Linked DNA regions of Sus scrofa: region 1 is linked to region 2. A link is a contact called in public Hi-C data. All regions are on one chromosome and are shown on one strand. Each heading gives the region's core, a stretch centred on a gene start, on an enhancer-like site or on the middle of the called end of the contact. The rest is flanking DNA. Distances are from core to core; before and after follow the strand shown.

Region 1 (3,246 bases), core at 16-2,515, 420 kb before region 2:
GGTTGTTTAGATTCTCAGTTGAAATTGCTTTTAAAGGCTTAGGTGTTACAAACCAATGCTGTCCACCAACTGAGGTTAACATCGAAGGGGGCTCAAAACTTCTCGGAGTGGCCCCGAGGAAAAACAACACGAAACTTTAGAACTTGCCACGGTCCTGGGCGTCAGTCAATTTCGATTTCCCAGACTTCTACTTAGGAGACACTCTCAACCCCTTCCCCAACCCCTTTATGAACACCTACCCTCTGGTCAACCGAATAATATCCCCCGGCTGAATGAGACCTCCGATTTCATCCCACACGGAAATAGTGATGCTGCCCGTTTTATCTGCTACTTTGCATGATCTCACTTCATGGCCGTCTTTGGTTTTGGTCACGCGTCCTGTGGGGATTTAAAAAATCAAAAGGGGGAGGGGTGTATTAGAAAATGAGTACTTCCAAAAAGCTAACTCCTCCTCCGGGATCAAAAGGCGTCTGAAAGGTGGGAAGAGATCGAGCCCCGGGTTCTCGCCCGCAGGTAGGCTACAGCCCCAGCAGGGGCCAACGGAGCCACGTGGATGGGGGAGGGGAGAGAGAAGGTAGGGAAGGGGGAGGGGAGCCCCCGGCTAGCGGCGGCAGCGCCCTTCCCTCTGGCCCCGGGACGCACTGCGGGCGGCGGTGTGGGCTGTGGACCCCACTTACCTATCTCCAAGACAATAAAGACGACATTTAAGTTTTTCAGTCCGGGCTTAATATCTTTTATAAAAAGAGGGGGGTCGTTGACCCCGTTCATAATGAGGCAGGTGCGGCTACGATGCGGAGACTCGAGTGGGCAGGGAGCCGGACAAAGCTTCCCACCACCCCCCTGGGCCAGGTGCGAGGGCGGAGGGGCGACCTTGGGCGAGGATGGCAAGAGAAGGGGCAGAAAGAGGTTAGTCAGGGACGGAGGAAACCAGCTCAGAAGACACTGAGCCGAAAAAAACTGGGGGAAAAAAGCGCTGACAAGTTTAAAAGAAAAAAACACGAACCACTCCGCACCCCGACCCCGCTCCCAACCAGGCGACAGGAAGGCAAGCGTGAGAACTGCCCCTTCTTTGGATAAAAGGAAGAAAAAAAGGCAGCGAGAAGATGCCTCTGCCCTGAGTCCTCTCACACACACACACACACATACACACACACACACAGGGGCGCGTGCCCAGCCTGTCCCGAGCTCCAGGGAGGGAACAGGCTTTGACTGCGAAGCCAGAGCAGAGACCAAGCTTCCGCGCACCCAGCGTCCCAAACAGCGACTGCAGAATGCGCCCGCGCACCGGCTGGACCCCCGCGTCGCCCCGCCCCCTTGTTACGACACACGGCGTCGGGCACGCCCGACGCTCCGCCCTCTAGGCTCTGGAAAGGGGCAGCCAAGGGGCGGAAACAAGCAGACGACGCCCGCTCAGCCTCCTTAGCTCCTCCCCTGGGCTGTCAGTGCGGACCCCGCCCTCTCAGCCGTCCAATCGGCTCTGAACTCCGACCCATTCTCCTCCTGCTTCCGCCGTCGCCGCGCGGCGTCTATTTTGCCCTGCCTAGTCTTCCTTTTTCAGGCTTCTACTACTCACTGTCCAGTTTCTGGTTTTCTTGCATATTGTCCCTCAGATTTCAGTCCTTCGCCCCTGCTTTTTAGTTTCGCGGTCAAGGAGAACGGTTGCTGTGTTTTAGAACGCAGTGGGTACGTCAAAAAGTATGCAGGAGAGGAAGAACAAGGTTCAAGCAAGTGTGGCTGGTCTGGTTGAAAGAAAATAAAAGGTAGGGATGGGTCCTTAGCAGCGAGGCTGGAATTTTAAGACCAGAGGGCAAAAGAGTTCCACTCTACTGCCTCATTTTAAGCTTATTGAGAGCAGGAACTGTGAGGTGGCTTGCTGAAGGTCACTCAGCAACTTTATGAGCAAGCAGGACACAAACACAAGTGACCTAGCCTTGGTGCTTTTCACTCTGTAATACTAGGCAGATAAACAAGAAGTTAAATTCCTTTGCAAACTTAACTATTTTTTCTTGCTCCTCTCAGATTACACTCCCCATTTTGCTTTTCTTCTCTACGTTCATTTTATTAATAGTCTGTTTTTAGAGCAGTTTTATGTCTACAGCAAAACTAAGAGAGGAAGGTACAGAAATTTCCCATATGCTCTCTATCCCCACACATGCGTGACCTCTTCCCATTATCAATGTCTCCCCCAGAGTGGTATGTTTGTTACAGTTGATGAACAACATTAACATATTATTATGCAAAATCCTTAGTTTACCTTAGGGTTTGTTCTTGGTATTGTACATTTTATGGTTTTGGACAAATGTATAATGATACGTATGCAAAATTAATAGTATTATACAGAGTAGTTTCATTGCCCTAAAAATCTTGTGCGCCACCTATTCATCCTTCCCTTACCCCTCATCCTTGGCAACCACTAATATTTTTAGGCTTCATTTTCCAGTATGTCACATAGTTGAAATCATACAGTATGTAGCCTTTCATAATGGCTTTTTTCACTTAGAAATGTGCATTTACATTTCCTCCCTGTTTTTTTCATGAGCTATCAAGTTTTGTATTTGTTTTTGTACATCCGAAACAATCATATAACAACAGTGGGAAACCCTGAAACATAAGCTGAGGTGGGGGAAAGTTTTATTTATGTGGTGTAGTGAGAAACGCATGTAGTTTAGAAACAAACCTGGGCTTGAACTATTTACTAGCTATGTGACCTTTAGGACAGTTGATTACATTTTCTAGTCATAATTTAATCATACAAAAATAAAAGGATTCCTACCTTACTTACAGAGGATTACATGGGCTCATAAATTGTCCAGCTAGTCCCTAGCAAATAGTAGGTACTCAATAAATATTTCCCCTCGCCTAGTTTCTATGATTAAAGAAAAGGAAACAATAATAGCTTAAGATGTGATTACTTATTCATTTCATCAATCCTGTTGTGACTGCTAACTTTTATCTCCATTTTACAGACGGTAAATAAAATTCACCAGAGACCACATAGCCAGAGAAGGACAAGCTGGGTTTTGAATCTAGGCAATCTTGACCCCAGAGCCCTCCAGCCTAAAGGTAACTCTTAGACTAAAATTGCAGTGGTGGAATTATGAGTCAAAAACAGACTAAAGAAATAAAGTATTAGCAGCAAGATATATCCGTAAGGCTTTAGAGAATCACCTAATTAACTCTCTGAGATGGTAACAGATATGTTGAGAAGTGTATCAGAGAATTTGTGTGGCAGAAAACTTAATTTTT
Region 2 (3,327 bases), core at 376-2,875:
ACAATGATAAAATGGAATAGATTTGAAATAGGAGTGAAAACAAACAGCTAAAAGCATATGGAAGCCTGTAAACCATAAAGCCAGACTCCAGTCTCAAAAAGCTCTGTGAATAGGAAAGGCAATTAATACAACATTCTGAGTATCTAAGAGTTCACACCCCAGAAGGTACCTCTCAATAGGCAGAGATGGGCCAGGAACTACCCAGCGTCAATATCAAGGTTTGTTTCTGTCTGGGTATAGAAAGCCTGGCTTGTCAAAGTCATCAACCAGGAGCTGGGCTAATCTCAACCCTGGGCACAGTCCAGGTATTAAGGATTTAAAAGGCAGCATCTAGATAAAGTTACAGTTCACTAAGTGATGGATTAAAAAAAAGTTTTTTCTAACAGTGGAAATGACGATTATCTAGACTAATTAGAAGGATTTTTTGAGTCAAAAATAGCTGGCTGCCATGACAACACAGAAGGTTTTGGATTACAAACTACAAAGGATCTCTTCTGGTGTATGAGCAGAATTCCTTAGGATCCCAGGCACAACCTCCTTTCAACATAAAGAGAAATGGAACCAGGAGGTGTTGCACATCTGGGTTTCTGGAAGAGCAAGGGTGAGGAGGAAGCTTTCCTAACTGGTCTGAGGGTGGGCTTTCCCACTTACTATAATACCACACACTCTTTAATCTAAGTTCTGAGTCACCAAACTTCACAACACCCCGGTGTTTTAGAGACGCTTTACCTGGAAAGAGTAACTTTCTACAGAAGTTCTGAAGCAAGAGTTTACTAAGACTGACAATTCCCTCTTGATCTACCCCATCACGGAACTACACAGGCTTTGAATCACAGGAAATTCACTTCTGGAATTTGCTATGATCTAAAAATTCAGGGATTGGAGTTCCCGTCGTGGCACAGCAGAAACAAATCCAACTAGGAACCATGAGGATGCGGGTTCAAACCCTGGCCTCACTCAGGGGGTTAAGGATCCAGTGCTGCCATAAGCTGTGGTGTAGGTCGCAGACGCGGCTCGGATCCTGTGTTGCTGTGTCTGTGGTGTAGGCCGGCAGCTCTAGCTCCGATTTGACCCCTAGCCTGGGAACTTCCATGTGCCGCAGGTGCAGCCCTAAAAAGCAAATAAATAAGTAAAAATTCAGGGATAACAACATCCACTCCATGTTCTCTTTTGAGAAAGCAAAGCCCAATTCCCAAGAGGCTCTCACCAGACTCTAGTCCCCTCCCTTGCCAACACTCCCTTTGATCCTGACGAGAACGCCCTACTCTGCCATGCTGCCTAGCTGGCCTTCTGGCCGGGGTGTCCAGGCAAATAACCTCGAGAACTGTTACTGACCGCAACAGACTTCCCGTGGCGGTCAGTACCCTGAGGAGGAATGCGGTCAACATCACTGTCCCCACTGTCACTTCCCGGAGGAAGCTCTGCAGAGTCAGGGCAGGAACAACCACCAAAGGGCAGGGCAACTTCAGAGAATGGCACCCACCCCCTAGACTGGATCTGAAAGCCACCCCCAGCCCTTCCCCTCTGGTCCCTTCCCCAGCATGGCACCCCCTCGCCAGCCAAAAATCCTAGAAGGTCTAGAATGGAGGGCAAGCAGTCCTGGCTTTAGGGGGAACCTATGGTCATGCCGTCCTACTCACTGGATGTTAGGAGAATTAATGAGCTAACGTCTGAAAAGGCCTATGAGTTCCTGTGGGACAAGGTAGCCAAAAACTATAAACCACTGTTATAGCCAGAAACACAAACTCAGCTGCACTGGCACGTGCTAATTATAACCCATAGGCTTCTCAATTTGTTCCCTCAAGGCAGATTAGAAAAAAATTCCAAGAAGTCCAATGTGTTTAGATTGGCAAACCTGAGACCCTGGAACCCCCAGGTGAACATAAAACGGCTCGCATACAATGGGCACACCTGACAGCTCTGACTGGTTCCTGGCCGAGGCATGGACACCAAATACGACCAGGGGTTATTAAATTGAATATGGTCACCTGGGGAAACCCAACTTTCCTTCCAAGTGAACTGGCTTGTTAATCAGAGGGTCCCAGTTGTGTCTAATATGCTAATAGCCTCACCCAAGTTCTCCTGTCCTTGTTTCCTTCCTCTGCTTGCATGGCTTGGATATTCATTCTTTGTTCTGTTTATACTTGATCAGACCATCCAAGCACTCAAAGTGCTCCCTTAAACTTCAAACTACAGAGATTTGCACCTGGGAGCCATGCACATGGGGTTTCTTATACCCATCAGTTTCGGGGTCCCTATAAATTGGTGTTTGAAGATATTTGGCTGAACAAAGACGCTCACATAAAATAGTCTGGGGTAGGCATGAACAGAACTGCTTTCTTTAAAAAAGGCCCAATTGTTCAGGCTCTTTTCAGTGACAATGGAGGGAAATGAATTTAGTGCACTCTTTGGGTTAAGGAAGCAAGTTACTTCTCTCAAGAGCGTCAGCCGTTGCATTCTACAACAGACCACAGTGGCTGGAATGAATTCATCACAGTGGCTCCAGAAAAAAACCACACAAGTTTCAAGCTTCAGACTCACCTCAGAAGCTAGAGCACAGGGAGAGAGAGCCTGGGCACACTACCAACTCTGAGCCTCAGTTTCCCCACAAAGGGGGTCCAATATACCATCTCCTAAGATTCTGTCCCAGCTTCCATCATTACTGACTAAAGCAAAAAGCTCCAACTCTGGAAAGAATGACTCTCCTCATTTTGGGGTGAGAATGCATCCTGGATCTGGTTACAAAGAATGTTAAAAACCAAAAATGCCAGTCCACAAGAATCTTTTCCAATGACACACACTCAGAGGTAAAGGAAAGCAGTTCTCCTTATTCTGACCTTAAAAAATGTATCAAGTGTCTAACCATACAAGGCACCAAGGGAAATGCATAAAACCAGCAGGATCATCATCAGTAAAGGCATCAAGGCACGTGTGAATGTTTTCTCTGTGTTTACAAATACATGACTAGGTGCAAAATGGCACAGGCTGTTTTAACAAATTCATTTAGTTGTGAAAGCAAAAAATTACAAAGTAAAAAAACTACGTAGTAAAACAAAAATATGCATCACCCAACAATGCATCTTTAATAACGCCTTTGTACTCGTGGTTCAGAAAAAGTATTTTGGGAATATTAAAAATTCAGAAGCTCCCCTAAGCAGTAAGCTACTAAAATAAAGTACGATATACTATGTAATCAAAGAGAGAGATGTTTACACATTTATATTAAGGTTTTAAAAATGTTTATTAGTTGAGAATTGATCAAACAAAAATAGCTAAGATGTTACCAAAAAGACCCCAATAATGTAAACTGAAAGGCAAAACAACATT

The links. A called contact is a pair of places that touch in the nucleus more often than the background predicts.
Region 1: a Hi-C map of liver shows a contact between it and region 2, with 3 times the contacts expected there. The contact joins the promoter of NABP1 here to the promoter of LOC102166743 in region 2. A contact is called at or near these places in 2 of 47 Hi-C or Micro-C datasets (heart right ventricle and liver).

The regions. Positions count from the first base shown.
Region 1 is chr15:96,311,903-96,315,148 of Sscrofa11.1, reverse strand. NABP1 (nucleic acid binding protein 1) reads right to left here and starts at 1,265. Exons shown (of 6, transcript NM_001244491.1): 1 at 678-1,265; 2 at 240-378. The coding sequence starts at 768. It overlaps LOC100516649 (a long non-coding RNA gene), which reads left to right and starts at 1,400. Exons shown (of 4, transcript XR_002339369.1): 1 at 1,400-1,760; 2 at 2,967-3,063.
Region 2 is chr15:95,895,005-95,898,331 of Sscrofa11.1, reverse strand. It overlaps LOC102166743, which reads left to right and starts at 1,625. Exons shown (of 5, transcript XM_021074733.1): 1 at 1,625-1,702. The coding sequence starts at 1,625. All of the region lies in intron 1 of MYO1B (unconventional myosin-Ib), which reads right to left.